Linked DNA regions of Macaca mulatta: region 2 is linked to region 1. Evidence: chromatin contacts called from public Hi-C data. All regions are on one chromosome and are shown on one strand. The core of a region is the stretch at or near the end of the contact, and the rest is flanking DNA. Distances in the headings are between cores, read along the strand shown. Region 1 holds the start of AP3S2 (adaptor related protein complex 3 subunit sigma 2). Region 2 overlaps ZNF710 (zinc finger protein 710).

Evidence for each region. Hi-C and Micro-C count contacts between places; a contact is called where the count stands out from the background.
Region 2: a Hi-C map of cortical neurons shows a contact between it and region 1, with 5 times the contacts expected there. The contact joins the enhancer-like site here to the promoter of AP3S2 in region 1. A contact is called at or near these places in 7 of 14 Hi-C or Micro-C datasets (blood, cortical neurons, fetal cortex germinal zone and 3 more).

What each region holds. Positions count from the first base shown.
Region 1 is chr7:79,707,483-79,712,254 of T2T-MMU8v2.0, forward strand. AP3S2 (adaptor related protein complex 3 subunit sigma 2) reads right to left here and starts at 2,577. Exons shown (of 6, transcript NM_001194004.2): 1 at 2,462-2,577. The coding sequence starts at 2,530. LOC144330104 (a long non-coding RNA gene) reads left to right here. Exons shown (of 2, transcript XR_013395979.1): 2 at 1,535-2,594.
Region 2 is chr7:79,906,958-79,911,394 of T2T-MMU8v2.0, forward strand. ZNF710 (zinc finger protein 710) reads left to right here. Exons shown (of 5, transcript XM_077940331.1): 5 at 1-1,862. IDH2 (isocitrate dehydrogenase (NADP(+)) 2) reads right to left here. Exons shown (of 11, transcript NM_001257762.1): 10 at 4,384-4,437; 11 at 3,568-3,944. The coding sequence ends at 3,857. Among named protein-coding and RNA genes, the nearest start is that of IDH2, 19 kb to the right of the region's middle. Within about 2 kb of position 2,319, at least 6 of the 40 cell types and tissues checked have an H3K27ac peak or open chromatin away from gene starts, as enhancers often do. A contact at or near this core is called in cortical neurons, where this site is marked.

The DNA.
Region 1 (4,772 bases), core at 1,327-3,826:
TTCTAGTTCAGTAAAAAGGTAAACTACCAATTGCTTACATGCCTCAGTGATTTTAATAACCCCTCATATCATTTTAGTACTCTGTAGTTTTCAAGGTACTTTCATCTATGAGCTCATGAGGTCTTATAAAAATCCTATGATCTCCAAAGATACATGAATGGTCAATAAGCACATGAAAAGATGCTCAACATCATTAGTCATTTTGGAAATTAAAATCAAAACCACAATGGGCCAGGTGAAGTGGCTCACACCTGTAATCCCAGCACTTTGGGAGGCCAAGACGGGCAGATTACTTGAGGTCAGCAGTTCAAGACCAGCCTGGCCAATATAGCAAAACCCCATCTCTACTAAAAATACAAAAATTAGCCAGGCATGGTGGCGGGCACCTGTAATCCCAGCAACTTAGGAGGCTGAGGCAGGAGAATCACTTGAACCCGGGAGGCAGAGGTTGCAGTGAGCCAAGATCACGCCACTGCAGCCTGGGAGACAGAGCAAGACTCAGTCTCGGGGGGAAAAAAAAAGCCACAATGAGATACCACTTTATACCCACTAAAATGTCTTTAATCAAAAAATAAATAAATAACGAATGGCAGGGATGTGAAGAAACTGGAATCCTTATACATTGCTGATGGAAATGTAAAATGGTGCAGCCACTTGGAAAGTTTGTCAAATAGTTTGCAGTTTCTCACAATGTTCACCATAGTTACCATATGATCCAGCAATTCTACTCCTAGGTATATAACCAAGAGAAATGAAGTCATAAGTCCACATAAAAACTTGCACAAGAATGTTCATAGCAGCATTAGTTAGAAGAGCCAAAAAGTAGAAACATCAGCTTATAAACAGACAATCAAAATATGGCATACCCATATAATGCAATATTATTCAGCAATAAAAGAAATGAAGATCAGATACATGCTACAACATGGATGAATCTTGAAAACATTATATTACATGAAACATGGCAGACACAAAAAAACCCACTTATTTATGATTTCATTTATATGCAACAGAATAGGCAAATTCCATCTGCCACTCTGGAGTAGGCAAATTCCATCTGCCACTCTGGAATAGTCAAATTCCATTTGCCATTCTAGAACAGGCGAATTTAGAGGGAAAGACTCTCTAGGGCTGGGACAGTCATGGAGAAATAGGCAATGAGTGCTAATGGGCAGAGGTTTCTTTTTGGGGTGATGAAAATGATCTAAAATTGATTGTGGTGATGGTTGTGCAGCTTCTGTGAACGTGCTAAAAAACACTGAACTGTCCCCTTTAAATAGGTAAACTGGGGCCGGACACAGTGGCTCATGCCTGTAATCCCAGCACTTTGGGAGGCTGAGTCTGGTGGATTGCTTGAGCCCAGGAGTTCAAGACCAGCCTGGGCAACATAGAAAGACTTCATCTGTGTAAGTAAATAACGTAAAATAAATAAGTAAATAGTATGGCATGTTAGTTTTATCTCTAGTTTTATCTAGTTTTACCTAGAAAAAAACTAGGGGGGAATCTGTATACACACAAATGCAAATACAAATAGTTATGTTGAATACTCATATTTTTACCTCGATGTAATCTACTTAATTAAATGTAATCTAGCTTTAAAAATCTTATGAAGGAGTAAAATTAGTTTTTCATTTCTAATTGACAAAAGACAGAATAATTTAAGTCTGAAAAGGGTTTATTAACTTGTCAATAGACGCAAGAGTAGAAAAGGTGGAGCTGAAGCCGGAATACGTTTTCTGACTCCCCTCTTCAGTTTGGCCAGTACCCCAATTATGTAACATTTTGAAACCCCGCCATGAAGAAATAAAATATTGGAAGATAGGAAGCAAATACTGATGTTTATGTGTTTGCAAAGGAACGTGTTGGGAAAATTCAAATTTACGTAATCACTTATTGAGCCCTTATGCAGCAGCATTTATAATTTCTCATCATGTTTCCACTTTTAAACTAAAATTTTCTTCAACCCTACAGAGTGAAGGGTATCTAGTCTCTGGAAAGTCCCAGCCAACACTGAAGCAAAATAATTCCAAATAAAGAACTTTTCCAGACCCTTTGGCTATAACAAAAACTTTCAGAAACTTAATATTTCTTCCTCATGAAACTGTGGTCAACAACCAAAAAGATGACAGAACGTGACTTCAATCATTCAAGTTCTCAACGAGGCACACTCCCCACTGTCGCTTCTATCTCGTTCCCAGAGACCCAAGGGAAAATGTCACAAAATGGCACAGAAATGCAGGATCCAGAAAAGGGTCAGAAAGAGCGAGGGCAGTAGGGCGGGAGACAGAATGCCTGGCACCGGCCTGCGCCCAGGTTAAGTGCTTAAGAAGGGTGAGGGTCATGCACGGTGCAGGAGCCCCAGGTGACCAAGGAGCGGTGCCCCCGGGCGCCCAGAGGCCAAAGAGGAAAGAAGAGATAGTGGGCACCCTCAACGGGCGTGGTGAAGCCGGGCCGCACTCACGAAACGCTGGTAGAAGCGGACTAGCCGCGGCTTTCCATGGTTGTTGAAAACCAGAATCGCCTGAATCATCTTTGCCGGCCACGGTTCTCTCAGCACCGGCTACTCCCAGAAATCGCCTCCTTCCGCCACAACACGGCCACTTCCGGTTGGTGCGCTGCTGAGAGCGGCACTCGGAAACTTGGCCCCGGCACCCAGGAGCCCTAGCACCCAAGGGTCCGGCCTCTTTGACGCCCTGGAGAAGGCGGCGGGGTCCCCTGCGGACTGCAGGTGCGGTTGCCCAGAAGCGTGGTCACCTCGACCAGCGTCGGTTGGCCGGTCAGGATGCGAATCCGGATCTATGTCCCTCGCCAAGACCGACAGCTGGCCCCAGAAGCCGAAACTTGACCACCAGCCGGGTTGCCAACACAGAGAGGCGGCGCGAGCTTGCCTTTCTCACCGTCCGCTCCAAAACCTGTACTCCCGCCTTCCCCTTAGCGCTCGCAGAACGTTCCGCGGAGTGGAGACGCCGGTCGTTCGGCCGTTCCTCGGTTAAGGAACGTTTCGTTCATTTTTATTTTTCAGTATTACAATGCTGCAGTGAATTACGTAGCTGTCTCTCCGTGCATATGGGCTGTTCCTCCATGGTAGACGGTGAATGGTGGAATTAAAGAATTTTTAGTGCATTTCCTTTAAAATCCCAAATCAATCAAGTTCTTATTTTTGTTTGTTCTTTTAATGACCCAGTGTGGGTAAGGTGGAGCACGTTCGTATACTGCAGATGGAGCAGCGGATACAGCTGCAAATCGATCCAGAGGACTTTTTGGCAATATGGATCAGAAGCCTTTAAAATATGTAACAGTCCAGGCCCGGGGGCTCACGCCTGTAATCCCAGCATTTTGGGAGGCTGAGGCGGGTGGCTCACTTGAGGTCAGCAGTTCGAGACCAGCCTGGCCAACATGGTGAAACCCCGCCTCTACTAAATTACAAAAATTAGCCGGGTGTGGTGGCGCGCGACTGTAGTCCCAGATATTTGGGACTCAGATACCCAGATACATAGTCCCGGGACTGAGGCAGGAGAATGGCTTGAACCTGGAAGGCGGAGGTTGCAGTGAGCCGAGATTGCATCACTGCACTCCAGCCTGGGCGACAGAGCGAGACTCTGTCTCCAAAAACAAAACTCTCTCTCTCTCTCTCTCTCTATATATATATATGTATTTATTTAACATTAGACTCAGCGTTTCCAGCTCTGGAATTTATAATAAAATGATTGTGGATGTGTGAAAAGATTTAGCCTCAGGAACATACATTTCTGCCAGAGTATCTTTAGAACAGTAAAAAAAAAAAAAAAAAAAAAGAAGAAAAAAATATATATCGCAGCAGTGTTATTACAGGGGAAAACGGGAAAAAAATTATTACAAAAATGAGAAATTGGTTAAGTGCATTGTTCTACATGAATATGAGAAATATTAAATAGCTAATAAAAATCATGCTGGGAAAGATTTATGATACAGAAGTGTTCATGACATCTGTTAAGCCAAAAGATTACACGAAGTATGCACAGGGACAACCCACTTTACACAAGATTGGCGGCAAATACACCAAAACATGAATAATGTATCTGATGGAATGGCAGAGTCAGGGTGGTTTGATTTGTACAGGCCCCTGGAACCACACTGCCCTGATTCAAAGCATGGTTCTGCGGACTGCCTGGGCACCCTGGGCAAGTTTCTTCATCTGTAGAAAAGGTGTAATATCAGTTTCCTAAACTGGAAAATGAGTCTACTGACTGCAGACAGTTGTTATAAACACAAAAGGAGTTATTATAATATTTGTAAGCACTTGGAACAGTGCATGGCACATAACTGAGTACCACATAAGTGATTTTAAAACATCTTTGGGTGGTAGGATTATCAAGTTTTCCTTTTATTCCTTCAAAGAAATATGTGCTACTTTTGCAGCCAGAGTTTTGGGGTTTGCTTGTTTGTTTTTTCAGAGACAGGGTCTTACCCAGATTGGAGTGCAGTGGCACAGTCATACCTCACTGTAACCTCAAACTGCTGGCCTCAGGCGATCCTCCAGCCTCAGCCTCCCAAACCCCCACAATGCCTGGTCCAGCGTTTTTTTGTTTTTGTTTGTTTGTTTGTTTGTTTGAGATGGAGTCTCTGTTGCCCAGGCTGGAGTGCAGTGGCACAGTCTTGGCTCACTGCAACCTCCGTCTCCCGGGTTCAAACAATTCTCCTGCTTCAGCCTCCCCAGTAGCTGAGATTACAGGCGTATGCCACCATGCTCAGCAAATTTTTGTATTTTTAGTAGAGATGGGGTTTCACCACAC
Region 2 (4,437 bases), core at 1,069-3,568, 200 kb after region 1:
GACAGACTGCCAGGCAGGGCACTCTGCCTTCTACCTCCCGGGGTCTCCCACGTGCTCTTCAAGCCAGGCATGCACGTGGCCCTGGCCCTGGCCTGCAGGACAGCTGGGGGGAGCCCAGCCCCCAGAAGACCCCTGTCCTATATCCCTTCCTGGAAGCGGGTGTCCCTAAAGTGGATTGCAACACGTCATCCACTTCGGCCCTAGCTGGAACGCCTCACCAGGGGGCCCCCACCAGGAACAAAGCCGGGACAGGCCCTGCGTCGGGCACACACTAACAAAAACCAGAAGCATGGGGCAGAGCAGGGCGGGGTGAGGGCACCACGGGGGACCAAGAAGGGTTGTCCTTGGGGAAGGCCCAGGACCACCTGCGGGGGAGGGGGACCGCAGTCATTTCTTATTCCTCAGTGTCCACCTTGCGACGGGGATAACAAGTCAGCAGCTCCCCGGAAAGAGCAACGTATTTAAAAAAGGAAAGTGAAGCCCACAGAGGGAAATCAAGGGTTTTTTTGAGCAAAGGGGGTCTTCTGAAGGTAACTTATTTTTTTCTTTCCAACTGTGTGTCACCTATGACCTTTTCTGATGGAGATGCATTTTCTTTTTCCAAGCATAAGCTTCCTCGTGTGCTGTGCGTGCTTCCTTCCTACCCACCCACCCCGAGCAGCCTGGCCGGGCAGGACCGGGGCTCCATGGGGACTGTCACACTGGCCCTGGAGGTGCAGCCGCTGGCAGCAGCCTCAGCAGGCTGGGGTGGGAGGCAGGAGAAAGCAGAGCTGGAAAGCCCTCCACCCCTGCCTGGCTCGTGCAGTTGCTGATTTGCTCCATCCCATGTCCCATCCTCGGCTGTCAGGGCTGCTGACTCTGCTCAGCCAAGAGCTAGCTCTCTCGCTCGCCTGCTGTCTTCCCCTCTGTTCCCACGCCAGCTCCTGCCCCTGGAACCAGAGACGACAGGCCCAGGGCAGTGAAATATCACATTCAGGAACTCTAGGGCACCCGGACCCCCACCCACTTGCCTCCTGAGGCCTCAGTGGGGAGTGGCAAGCAGGAGTCGTCCTCAAAGGCACAGATGAAGCCACTAACTTCAGCCTAGAAACCCGGAGAGGGGAACAGCCTCGGGTGGGAGGAACCAATCTGCAGCGCAGCCACCCCCAAGGCTGGATCCTTAAGTGAAGGACCAAGCCAGGCCTCAGGGTGACTGTGATCAGGACTGAGGATGGACAAGGTGGCCCAAGTGTGGCTCCCAGACCCCAAGGCCCCACAACCTCCCAGGTGCCCGCCATGACCCTCAGGTGGCAGTGACCCCGTCACTGCACAAGACATTTTCTCCTGCTGAGCAGAAGGCATCATCCCCTGCAACTACCTCTTCCTACAACGTCTTTCTCCCCTGGTACCAAAAAGAACCCTGTACCTCCTCCTCCTCCTCCCACCTGCCAGTGCAGTGGCCTTGGTCTTGGAAACTGAAGGGAGAAGGTCTGGCCCCCGGGGTGGGGCTCTCCTTTCCCTCCCCCAGCCCCACTGTCAGCACTGGCCCTCTGTGAGGTTCGATACTTGAACGCCCCCTGCCCTGTGCCTTGGACCTGGGCAAAGCTAGGAGGAGGAAACAGCACAACTCACAGTTTGAGCTGGGGGGTGGTCTCGGCAAGGCTCCTGTCTGCACCCCTCCCTACACTTCTCAAAAGAGGTGCACAGCCTCTCGGGTGACTTGGAAACTCCTGGACGAATTCCATTCTAACTTATTTTGACATGTATACAAACCAACTGTTTAGAGATTCCACTTGTGCAAAGCCCTACTGTGTTTTTATGTTCCTGTTTAAAAGAGAAGTTTACTTAGCAATAATTATAAATAAATGAATATTCTTTAGTGAGGTGACTGCAAATGCTTCTTTCCCCAGCTCTTGGGGACCTGGCCCTCACCCCTAGTAGGAACTCTCAGCAAAACTTCCCAGCCCCACACAGCAGGGCTGCACTCTCCAGGGGCGGCCCAGGGGAGGCTGAGACCATCCTCTGCACTGGAATGGCCACCTGCAGGGCCAGGTGCCTGAGTCAAAAGAGTCAAGCCGGCCAAGGCCCCTGCATTCCCAGCACTTGCAGAGAAAAGCTGCTTCCCCTCCCTACCCACCCACATGGCTTCAGGAAAGAAGCCAGCTCCCGATGCCAGGCTGGGCTTCAGAGGCTGCATTCAGCAGAGCTGCCAGCCCTGTGCTGATGACAGGCAAGAAGACGCAGGAAACCTTGAGCTTCTTCCCAGGGGGTGGGCCTGCTGGAGCCAGCAGTCCACATTTCTTCTTACAGCCCTGAGAGTTTCAGGGCATTATTCAGGAAGAGGAAGCGGGGGGTCACCAGTGTGGGTGGAGGGCTAGAGCCCTTCCAAGGCCACTCAGTCTACAGCAATGGTCAGGTTTCAGGAGCCATAGGAGTCCCCCTAGTATTTAGGAAAGGGACTTTGTAAGATGGGATTTTGAGAGATGGGGTCTCACTCTACTCAGGTGCAATCATAGCTCACTACAGCCTCAAACTCCCAGCCTCCCAAAGTGCTGGGACTGTAGGCATGAGCCACCACACCCGGCCAGGACTTTATAAAGATTATACAACTCTTCTCCAGGACATTTTAACACCAAAAAGTAGAAGCTTTGCAGAACTTACTATGCAGCAGACAGTCCTTTTGATTATATGTAGCTTTAGAGCAACTTTTATTTTTCCTTTTTACATGGGGCTAAAGAACTTGCATAGAGCAATTTTTGTTTGTTTTTGAGACAGTCTTGCTCTGTCACCCAGGCTGGAGTGCACTGGTGCAATCTCGACTCACTGCAACTTCTGCCTCCCAGGTTCAAGCCATTTTCCTGCCTCAGCCTCCCGAGTAGCTGGGACTACAGGTGCGCATCACCATGCCCAGCTAATTTTTGTATTTTGAGTAGAGATGGGGTTTCACCATGTTGGCCAGGCTGGTCTCGAACTCCTGGCCTCAAGTGATCCACTCACCTCAGTCTCCCAAAGTACTGGGATTATAGGCGTGCACCACTATGCCTGGCTGAGAGCAATTTTTCACAAGCTTACTTTTCTAGTTTTGCCAATGCATGGTGAAGTGAACCCAAGCCTGGGAACCGCTGGCCTAGACAATGCGGGGCCCTCGTTCACCCACACCCAAGCCCCGCCAAACTCAGTCAGCCTTGGAAAGGAGAAGTGTGAGGCAGGTGTGGGTAGGACCTGTTTTTAGTACCTAGAGAAAGGCTAAGAAAGTGGTCTGGAGATGTTTAGAAGGTTAAAACCAATGAAGAAAACAATCAATGACAACCTATCAGGGACTGATTGACTCTCAGAATGCAGAACTGGACACAGAAACTGGATCATGCTAGAAATTTCCAGGGAACCCACAGGCCTGTGCCCTGAGTGTCCGAGAGCTCCGCAGGGGGCCCCTGTGGAATGCGGGATCCCAGGGCTGCCTGGTCCCCTCCCCGCGGTGGCAGCCCCTTCCTGAGGTGCTCTGGTCTGCCCCAGGGGAACCTGCCAGCTCTAGCAGGGCCTCTGCCTCAGGGTCCCACTACCTCCTCCCCTCAGGGACAAACACAGCAGACAGTTTTGTGAAGAGCTTTTTAGTAGCTAAATATGGCACCATGTGTTCCAAGGGCAATATAAATTACAGTATGCAAAACATACTGACTGGCTGAGGTAAAACACACTGCTCCTGCCTCACGTCACCAGGAGGGGAAACACACATATGCTTTTAAAAACATCTCACTTACAAAAAATCCCCCAGAAAGGCCTCCAGAGAGGGGCTGTGAGGCTCACCCTCTGCCGTGCTCAGGAGGACCCGCCGGCTCGGCCCTGGCCCATCCACTGCAGCCATGGGTGGCGCCTCCCTCTACTGCCTGCCCAGGGCTCTGTCCAGGTTGCTCTTGATGGTGTCGAGGAAGTCCGTGGTGTTCAGGAAGTGCTCGTTCAGCTTTACACTGCAGAGAGAGCACCACTCACATCAGGGGCGGCTCCAGGCCCTTCCAGGGAACAGCCTGAGCTTGGGCATCAGAACAGCCATCTCCTGCCATCCAGGCTATAGGCCAGAGGCCAGCTATAGGCCACTGCCATGAGGCCACAGCAATTTGGCAGGCACCAGTAGGGTCTGTCTTTCCAGGTAACTGCTCTCCTGAGAGAAGCTGGGAGAGGGGCGTGGGCAGGGTCAGAAGGAGCTCTGAGCAGCCAGCCTCAGGGATGGGGAGGAACTCACTAGGCCTGGTCTGCAGAGGCTGGCCTGAGCAATCTCTTGGGGCTATGGATATGTCCTGCCCCAGGCCCCCTGACAGCTAAGCTGACTCATGAGGGGAACTTTAGGAAGGGTTCCCTGGCTTCCTCCCACCTGGCCCCAGGGTCTGCCCACCACCCCAGGCCACGCACTTGCTGAGGCCATGAATGCAGCCTGCCAGGTCCTTGGTCATGGCTCCGCTCTCC